3 separate regions of the Mus musculus genome follow, and regions 1 and 3 are each linked to region 2. The links are chromatin contacts, called in public HiChIP or PLAC-seq and promoter capture Hi-C maps. All regions are on one chromosome and are shown on one strand. The core of a region is the stretch at or near the end of the contact, and the rest is flanking DNA. Distances in the headings are between cores, read along the strand shown. Region 1 has its middle 55 kb from the start of Gm31055. Region 2 holds the start of Ajap1 (adherens junction associated protein 1). Region 3 has its middle 63 kb from the start of Gm31239.

Evidence for each region. Promoter capture Hi-C pulls out the DNA fragments that hold promoters and counts their contacts. HiChIP or PLAC-seq counts read pairs in DNA pulled down with a chosen protein or histone mark.
Region 1: a contact with region 2 is called in a promoter capture Hi-C map of embryonic stem cells, with 3 times the contacts expected there. The contact joins the enhancer-like site here to the promoter of Ajap1 in region 2. A contact is called at or near these places in 5 of 39 promoter capture datasets (cranial neural crest, embryonic stem cells, hippocampal neurons and 2 more), 5 of 484 Hi-C or Micro-C datasets (cortical glia and embryonic stem cells), 13 of 115 datasets of contacts at active chromatin or transcription factors (craniofacial prominence, embryonic forebrain, embryonic hindbrain and 6 more) and 1 of 9 other capture datasets (liver).
Region 3: a contact with region 2 is called in an H3K27ac HiChIP or PLAC-seq map of VIP interneurons, with 2.7 times the contacts expected there. The contact joins the enhancer-like site here to the promoter of Ajap1 in region 2. A contact is called at or near these places in 2 of 39 promoter capture datasets (the 3T3-L1 cell line and hippocampal neurons), 1 of 484 Hi-C or Micro-C datasets (nephron progenitors), 4 of 115 datasets of contacts at active chromatin or transcription factors (VIP interneurons, embryonic hindbrain, embryonic stem cells and 1 more) and 1 of 9 other capture datasets (pancreatic islet).

What each region holds. Positions count from the first base shown.
Region 1 is chr4:153,218,546-153,221,534 of GRCm38.p6, forward strand. No RefSeq gene overlaps it. Among named protein-coding and RNA genes, the nearest start is that of Gm31055, 55 kb to the left of the region's middle. Within about 2 kb of position 1,291, at least 13 of the 459 cell types and tissues checked have an H3K27ac peak or open chromatin away from gene starts, as enhancers often do. A contact at or near this core is called in embryonic stem cells, where this site is marked.
Region 2 is chr4:153,481,265-153,484,293 of GRCm38.p6, forward strand. Ajap1 (adherens junction associated protein 1) reads right to left here and starts at 1,566. Exons shown (of 6, transcript NM_001099299.1): 1 at 865-1,566. The coding sequence starts at 893.
Region 3 is chr4:153,737,530-153,740,346 of GRCm38.p6, forward strand. No RefSeq gene overlaps it. Among named protein-coding and RNA genes, the nearest start is that of Gm31239, 63 kb to the right of the region's middle. Within about 2 kb of position 1,477, at least 5 of the 459 cell types and tissues checked have an H3K27ac peak or open chromatin away from gene starts, as enhancers often do. A contact at or near this core is called in VIP interneurons, where this site is marked.

The DNA.
Region 1 (2,989 bases), core at 41-2,540, 260 kb before region 2:
CCTCTCTGGAATCTCTTCCCAGACCTGCCTGGAGATGCTCTCCTCAGTGACTCCAAACCTAGTCCAGGTGCCCATCCGTGTTGCCCACCATAGCTGGGAGGTCTCCAGATACTTCCAGCTCCAGCTCTGGAGCAGGAAAACCTAGGAGCAGCAGGCAAGTCACACCACGTGGGGACTTATGTCTGTCCACCCCAAGACCCTGGTGAGCTCCTGCATGTGTCCAGAGATCCCACTACCAGGAAAGCTTCAATCGTCTGTGACCCCATGTCTAACTCTGTCAACTGAAAACAAGCTGGAGTCAGCGGAGGGAAGGGAGCCTCCATTTTAAAAATGCTTCCGTGAGATTGGGCTGTAGGCAAGCCTGTAGAACATTTTCGTAATTAGTGATTGATCTGAGAGAGCCCAGCCCATTGTGGGTGGCCCTGAGTTCTATAAAAAAAAAAAAAAAAAAAAAAAAAAAGGCAGGCTGAGCAAGCCATGAGAATCGAGCCAGTAAGTAGTGCCCCTCCATGTCCTCTGCATCTGTATCAGCTCCTGTCTCCAGGGTTCCAGCCCTGTTTGAGTTCCTGTCCTGACTTCCTCCAATGACAAATAGTGATACAGAAGTGTATGGTGCTAAATAAATCTTTTCCATACCAAGATGCTTTGGGTGCTGGGGTTTCATTCCAGCAATAGCAACCCTGTTAGAGACATATGAAGGCTATCCTGCTGGGGTCCCGTGGGGTCCACCATGTACTGGGGAATGTAGAAGAGAGGTGACTTGGGTGCTTGAGGAGGCTGCAGGGTGAACATGAGCCTTGAGGGAGGGGATTGTATGGATGAGGTAGACACAGGAGAGAAGGTACCTGGGAAGACACGTGCATGGCGCGGGGGGGGGGGTGGAGGTGGGGGGGAGTAGGTGGGAAGACTGTGGGTGAGCCTCCTGTGGTCACTGCAACAAACTACCGCCACTCAGGCAGTGGGAAATAACTCTCTTTCTTCCCTGAAGCCAGAGTCCAAGCCCAAACTGTCCAGGCCCCTTCCCAGGCTCAGCAGGAGACTCGGTGGCGCTGACTTTACTCTCTTCAGCCTTAGCTGAATCTCTGCCCTGTGGTCTCTTACCTCCTCTTTCTGCCCCTGCCGTCTCCCTCTGCACCTTGGATGGAGACCTGGGAGATAGCAGAAGATCTGAGAGCCCCGTCTCAAGCACCTTTCCCCCAAATCAAGTCACAGTTTCTTGGAATTAGGGTGCAGCACCTAGAGACATTAGCCCAGGCCAAGATGTGTAGGCGGGGCCAGGATCATAGGAGTCCCGCGGCTGGCTCAGGACACGTTCAGTCTGAGGTGCTGGGAGACTGAGGTGGGCAGATTCCAGGAGCATTATGCAGCAACCAGGTGGATCCTGCCATGAGCAAACACCTGCTGGCCCCGCCTCTGGGATGTTGTCACACAAGTCTAAAGACAGGAAAAGATTTATTTCTCCAAGGACATTTGGTTTTAGCCAAAAAGTAACTTTCTTTCAGCCTGTCCTTTCTCAGTGTGCAATCCAGGGATGACTCTGGGGTCAGACTGAGCCAGCAGGAACAGCTCTGCTGGATTGCCGTGCTCTAAAGAATTAACCTCTGAAATAAGAGCAGCCACTTAGGTTGAGTCCACTGTGGAGTCTCTGGGACCCTGCTTTTTCTGCTCGTCCCTTCTGGGGCCTGGCCAGCTGCAGGCTTGAACTCCAGCGGGATTGCTGAACACTTCAGATGTTGACAGGATGGCTCAGACTCTGAACACAGTCTTCAGCTGTTTCCCGGTGGCTGGAAGCCAGGTTCGTTTCCCACCCCCTCACATCTGCCGCCCACTTCCCTCATACAAATGCTACCATCTTTCTTGCTATCTACCAAGATGCTGTGGACTGGGCTGAGGAGGCGGGTCAGTTCAAATGCTTGTCTGGAGTGCAGGAATCCCTGGGTTTGACCTCCAGCACCCCATAAACTGAACGTGGTGGGACATACCTCTCTGAACCAGCATCAGGAAGGTAGAGGCAGGAGGGTCAGAAGTTCAAGGTCACCTTTAGCAGCATAGCAAGTTTGAGACCAACAGGGCTTGTCTCACAAACAAACTGAACAAACGCAAAGAGAAACTCCGCGGGATGCCATTTGCAGATGACCCTGAGGGGTGACAGGCTCCCCCTGCTCAGTTCACGCTGCTGCTGATGTTTTTTCTGTCAGAAGTCCAGTGAAGCCTTGCCCTGGGATAGTTTAGTGCAGTCCCCTCCCCTCCCCTCCCCTCCCTTCCCCCTCCCCTCCCCTCCTCTCGTCCTATTCTCTCCCCTCCCCTCCCCTCCTCTCTTCCTATTCTCTCCCCTCACTCTGCCCTGCCCCTCCCTCACTTCTCCTCTCCCCCTCCTCCTTCCTTCCCCTTTCTTCCCTTCTATCCCCTCCCTTCTTGTTCCTTCCTTTCCCTCCCTTCTCCTTCCCTTCCTTCCTTCCTTCCTTCCTTCCTTCCTTTTTTCTTTCTTTCATTTTTTGTTGATTCTTTGTGAGTTTCCCATCACGCACCCCAGGTCCACTCATCTCCCCGTCCCCTCATATGCACCCTTCGCTCTTGCAGTATGCTTCCCACCTCCAAAATAAAAACTCACAAACAAACAACAAAGCATAGAAAACATCTCATCATGGAAACTGTAGTGTGTTCCAGTGTGTCCCACAGTATACCCCTCTGTCCACACATTTTCACTTGCAAATGTTCATTGGAATGAGTCATTGGTCTGGTTCTAGGTCTCTGGCTTCTATGACATCATCAATATTGGATCCTCCCCAGGACTCCTCTCGGATAGCTTGTTTTTGCCCCATGTCGTGGAGAGCCTGCAGCTTTGGATCAGCAGGACTGGCTCTTTCGTGTGTCCCAAGCATTGGCGGATGTTATAGATTTTGGAGTGAGCCAACTCAGAGCCCCGAATATGGACATGGGTGGTAGCCTAGCTGGTCCCCCTCAGGGTTTCCCTTATCCACACCACCAG
Region 2 (3,029 bases), core at 316-2,815:
CTGTGCTCTGTAAAGGGGGCAACTGCGTTCTGGGGACCCCAAGGCAGGATCCAGAGAAGCTTGAGCGACTCGGTAGGTGGGCAAAGTTTGCAGAGAAGGGTCTTTCTGGTCCGCCCCATAACCGCACTGGGCTTGAGTTCCTACTGGCCCGGAAGGTCCCGGACACAGACAAGCCCTGTGTGCCTGTGAGAGGTGCTTAGAGGCAGTTGCCTGTTGTCGCTTCCCCAGAATCCAAAAGCTCTCCAGACCCAGCTGTCTGCCAGCTGCGTGCGACCTTCTGCCCGGAGGTCACCCCAAAGCAGCTGGGTCGGCAGCTGTGCTCCTACTACACTTCAGTTCAGGGGCCCAGGGGCCCTAGGAACGGAGAGAAGGGCTGACGGAGCGGCTGTAGGGTTCTGGGCTTCTCCAACTCCACGGCAAAGCTGCTCGAGAACTGGGAGGGCCGGTGGCTCTCCCTGGCAGATCCAGCGTCAGCCCCGGCCCCCGAGTCCACCGCGCCCAATGGCCCGCAACTCGCGCCGGGCTCCGGAGAGGAGCCGCGCCGGGGCCGCCGGCCAGGACACTGCGCTGCTGGCGCCCTGGGCAGCGGGCGCGCCGGCCAGCCCCGCTGCCAGGTTACTGGGGCAAGCGCCCCTACCTCGACCCCACTCGACTCGCGGAGCGTAGGAGAACGGCCGCTCCCTGCCTCTCTCTGTCCGGCCTCAGGGACCAGCAGGCGGCCGCGCTCCGTGGCTTCGGGTGCACCACGCGGGCCGCCTCGGGGAGGCGAGAAGCCGTGCCTCGGTTTGCAACAGTGAGCAGCAGCCCAGCCTAGCGCCCACGCACCACCCCCCCATGCACCCTGCCTCCAGCCGGGTCGCTCACCTGAGTCCTAAAAGCTGTTGGATCCACATGGTCACGTTTCAGGGAACCCAGCCTCAGACCTTGCTTGCCCCAGCCATCTGCGCGGCGCCCGCGCCCGCTCGCTCCGGTCCCGTGGCGCCGCTCTTCGGCTTCGGGCCGCCGCCGCCACCCGCCGCCCGCCGCCCGCCGGCCGCGGGGCGCACAGCGAGTCAGAGCGCGGCCGCGCGGGGCTCCATGCCGGCCGGCGCGCCGCCGCCGAGGGGGCGCATGGCTCAGGCGGGCCGGCCCGCGGGGACGCACATCCTCCCGCCGGCTCTCGGGGCGCGGGGCCCCCACCGCAGGCCACACGGCGCGGGCGGCAGCGAGGCGGGCGCACTCCGGGTCTGTCGCCGGCCGCGAGGGTCCGAGGAGCGGGGCTTCGTCCTCCGGGGCGACGAGTAGCGAAGCGGGCGGCTCCGCAAGCCGTGCGAGGATCTAGCCTGCAGCCGGAGCTGCGAGGCTGTGATCGGTGTTGCCCGGGGGTTGAGAAGATCGCCCCTCTGGCCCACGCGGGTCGCCTCCACGCGCCGCCGGGTCGAGGGGCCTCTGTCCCAGGTTCTGACACCGATCAAGTTGCTGGAGAGCTCCGTCTAAGCGCTCGCTCTGCAGACAGCCGCGGCCCGGAGACTGCCAGAAGGCGGGCAGGGGAGGCGCGGGGCGAAGAAGCGTGGAGCGCGGGGCGTGGGGACGCGCGGCGGCGCCGCCGCGCGGAGGAGGCGCGCGGGGATCCCGGGCCCCGCCGCCCGCGCCCACCGCGCCCTCCGCAGAGCCGCCCGCGCCGCTCGGCCGCCTCCCTCTGCGCGTCTGCCTCCAGAAGCGCTTGCCCCCGCCTCCGCGAACGGGTCCCAACTCCGCCCGCCGGGCCCGGCTCACGTCACCCTCCTTCCCCGCCCCTCAACCTGGAGTCGGAGCCCCCAACCCGGCCGGTCGGCTTAGCTTGCCAGCCCACCTCGCTGGAGCTGGACTGGCGACCTGGGCTCTGAGTGGCCTGGGCGGCGCCAGAGAGAAGAACCGGGCCCACCCCTTCCCCATCCCTGGCCGCGTCCGGGTCTCCACCTTGGGAAAGGCTCGAAAGAGGCCGCAGGCTCCGATTGGACCGCCCGGCGCCGCCGGATGGTGTTGCCACGGTAACCAGATGGCATGCGAAGCAGTTAAGAGGTTCGGACCCTGTTCTAAGTACGCCCATTGAACGCAGAGGGCTGATTTGGGGAGAGGAGGTTCTCATGGGACTGGGGAGCTGAGGCTGTGCGAAAAGTTTCCTCCTGCGGAGCTGCACGGCGCAGGCGATGCGAGAGGCTGGGGAGGGTCCTCCTGGGGAGTCTCCCCACTGCCTGGGCCTGGCCTCTCTCCAGGCAGATGAAGTTTCAGCCTTTGGTTGGAGCATGCTTCTGCCCGGTTATTCAGTCTCCAGCGCAGTTCCCCCTCCTTCTTGGTTTTATGGCATCTGCTGTCTTCGCAGAGCCAGGGAGTTCTGAACCTGGCACTCCCAGACATCTTGCCCACTCTCCCACCCAGCACTCCCTGGTGCCTACCTGGTTAGTTGTGTCTGCATGTCCGGTTAGTGAAAGACAGGCTTTCTGTGGTCCCCTTTCACTGAAAGGAGTGACATAAAGGCAGAGGATCCCACGGAGGCCTTAGCTGCCTAGTCCCTGAGGAACTGTAGGAACAAAAGCCAGCTCTCAGCTCCACACATAGTGGGGAAGAAATGCAAAGCCAGGGGCCTTAGAAATGAGCTTCAGTCTGCGGTCTTCCTGCTTGGACTTTAGAGTCAGAGCCGGGAAGGTAAAGAGAGGCAACTGGGGACTTGCCAGGGTGCTGCAAGCAAGTGACTTCAGCCCAGCAGTTGCCCCCCTCAGGAGAGAGAGGGTGAGGCCTCCCTGGGAGGGTTGCTGGGGGGGGGGGAGGAGCCAGTCTTCCTGGGATTCACTGTGCACCCAGGCAGGTCCTTTTCCCTGAGCCTCCAGTCCAAGGTTTTTGGCAGCCAGAGATTCTCCCCACCCAGGCTGGACAGGACAACATGGTTCTGTTTTCCCTCTCAGGCCCTAAAGAAAGTATCTGGGAGCAAGGTAGCATGGTTGCAAGAGACTGAAGTTAGGTATGGGGTGCTACTGTCTTGGGGTCCTATGTCTATTACGCAACCTCTCCGA
Region 3 (2,817 bases), core at 227-2,726, 260 kb after region 2:
TAGGCCTCATGCTAGGCTAGCAGCGAGTCTACATGAATTTTTAAAAGGACCCAGATCACAAGCTCTCGCACTACAGTATGTCTGAATCATACTTAAATTCACTGCGACATACAGGTTAAGCTTCAACATTCAAAAGTGAAGCAAGACAATTTCAAAATAACCATGGGTCAAATGAGAAGCTACAGAAAATATTAAAAGTAACCGAAATTTACACTTTAATAGTATTAAAAAATGTAACATAAAATTTGGATTACCCAGCTGAGCGGTGCTTGGGAAGAAGTTGATCCTTTGAAAGTCTTGTATTGCCTTGAAGAACGATCTGGAATTGGCTGTATTCGTTACCCTTCTGATCGCTACGATAAAACACACCTGACAAAAATAATTTAAGGTAAGACAGGAACTTTTTTTTCTTTTAGCTGAGTGTGCATCCGTCACGATGGGAAAGTCACCACAGCAGAAGTGTGAGGTGCTTTGCCTTATGAAAGCTGAGAAAGCACGGAGTCCGAAGGAAAAGGAGCTGCAGCAGAAATGAATGAGCCACAGAGCCCCAGTCCACACACACATCCTCCACCAGGAGTCTGGGTGTGGCTTGAGAAGGGCGGAAGCTATAAAGTGTGACTGTAAAGTAGAGGCAAGAGGAGCCCCCTCAGCTATTCCTGTGAGGGTGTGGCAGGGTCTTATCTGCTATTCCTTCTAGCCTCTGTGAAGAGCGAATCCTTAAGTACTAGATAACAGCCGCCCTCATTCAGAAAAAGTTTTATTTCTAGCCACTGCCACGCCACGCCCTGCCCCCGTGACCACGTGCTTCGCTTTGTGGCCACACACCCCCCTCCCCATGGCCGCATTCCCCACCCTGGTGGCCACATGCCCCTCCCCATGACTGTAAGCTCCTCCCCTGTAGCCTCATGTCCCCGCCCACATGCTCTGCTCTGCCCTGCCCCCATCACGGACTCTAATCCTCCGGGATCTTAAGCCAAATTAATCTCTTTTATACGTTCCTTCAGTCATGATGTGTTATCACAGACATAGAAAATAAATCATTAAGACAGTGTTGGCCAACATCCCAACCCTGTGGCCACAAAGGGTTGGTTCAAAATCGGTGTTGTAATGTATTGATGAAGGGATATTTCAGACACCAACTGTGTCTGCATCCGTGGAAGCTGCTGGAAGAAACTTCTCTTTTATCCTTGTGGGAATGAGAGAAAATGCAGGCCACAGTCCCTGTCGTCCACCTTGGGCAAGAAACAGGTGGGCAACTAGGCAGTGCCATAGCGGGGACCCGATCAGGCCACACTGAGGCTAGCCTCTGTTCAGCAAGGTGAAAAATCTCCTTTGACTCCTAAGCCAACAATGTTGGGGGTTGGGCTGTGTACAACTTTCCTGTCCAGGCGAGACACGTTCAAATTGCAGAGATACCGTGTGACAACCAGATATGCTCCGGAAGGTCAGAGATAGCCATGCTCATCTGTCACCTTACACAGACTCTTTAAGCTGACTCTTCCTCAGCACCAGGAAGCTGAGCCATAGTCCCCGAAAGACCCCGACCCTTCTTTGCTTGGACATCTCCCCGAGGACCACGTTTCTCATTTGCCAAGTTGTGTTTTCATGGAAAATAAAACTCTTGATGGATTTCCGAGCGCTGGCTCCCAGCTGCCCACTAAAGGGAACATTTACGATTCACTTAATTTGGGTTGTGTCTCAATAATGGAACTAACTGGATCATGCTCACGCCCCAGAGACGGCACGACCACAACAGGCTGACACACAAGCTGCTTGATTGAAAATAATGAATCAGCTTCCAAATGGCCAGACCCACAGCCAATTTCCACACAGCCGATATGGACCCATAGAGGACAACAGTGTTGCGGCTCTCTCGTCCCCGGGATGGACATTTTTAATCAGAGGAAATGCCTAGCAGGCTCCAGTCCAGCCGAGACAGAGCGAGCGAGGCCGGATCCCAGGATCAAGGTGGCGAGAGAGGCTGAAGCTGGTCCGCTGCGACCCTGGGAGGAAGCCAGGCTGGGCTGCAGCGTTGGCTGGCTGGGGCTCCACAGCAAGAGTAGGGCTGTTTTAGTGCGGCTCCATCTTCCTTCTCCTCTGTCGGGGGACTGAAAAGGGAAAGCCAAGGCTCCTTGACATCAAGTGGCACTTTGTAAATTAAGCTTCAAAGAGAGACGTGACAGGCTGCTCCATCCACAAAGACACATGAAGCCCGAACTTGCTTAGCAAAGATCAACCAGTAGAGAGAGTCCAGAGTTGGGCCACGCTGGTTTTCCATGCCCTCCTCAGTGTGCAATCTGGGAGGATTAACGCTTCAAAGCTCCCGGGATGGGGTTTCACTGTGTTAATTCTGTGTTTAGACTTGTTCTTGAGGGGAGAGAGAGAGAGACGCTCAAGATCAATGTGGGCAGGGGACGAGGATGCTACCGACTCCTCGGAGCTGGAGAGAGCAGATGCCGACCCAGACGGTGTTGTTCAGCAGAAGGTGGGCCACAGCCAGATCTGTGTCCCTGCAGGAAAGTCCGCAGGGCTGCCATGTAGACCACTCCAGGGATCAGCTGCTAGAATGTTCCCTTCACCTTGGAGAAAAGCCCAAGTGGCTTGGCACTGTCACCTTGCCTCTCTAGGTAACTGCTCCTGCACTAGCCCCAACACCCAGGATGCTAGCTCGTTGGCTTCCATGTGGCCAGGTTTGAATGCCTTGTCTCTAAGACGATAGGGCTCTTCTAGACTGCAGGGAAGGCTGAGGCCCCTCTCACACACACTCTTGATGCTGTCAGAAAATCAGATACAGCTAGGTGCACTGAGATATTTACT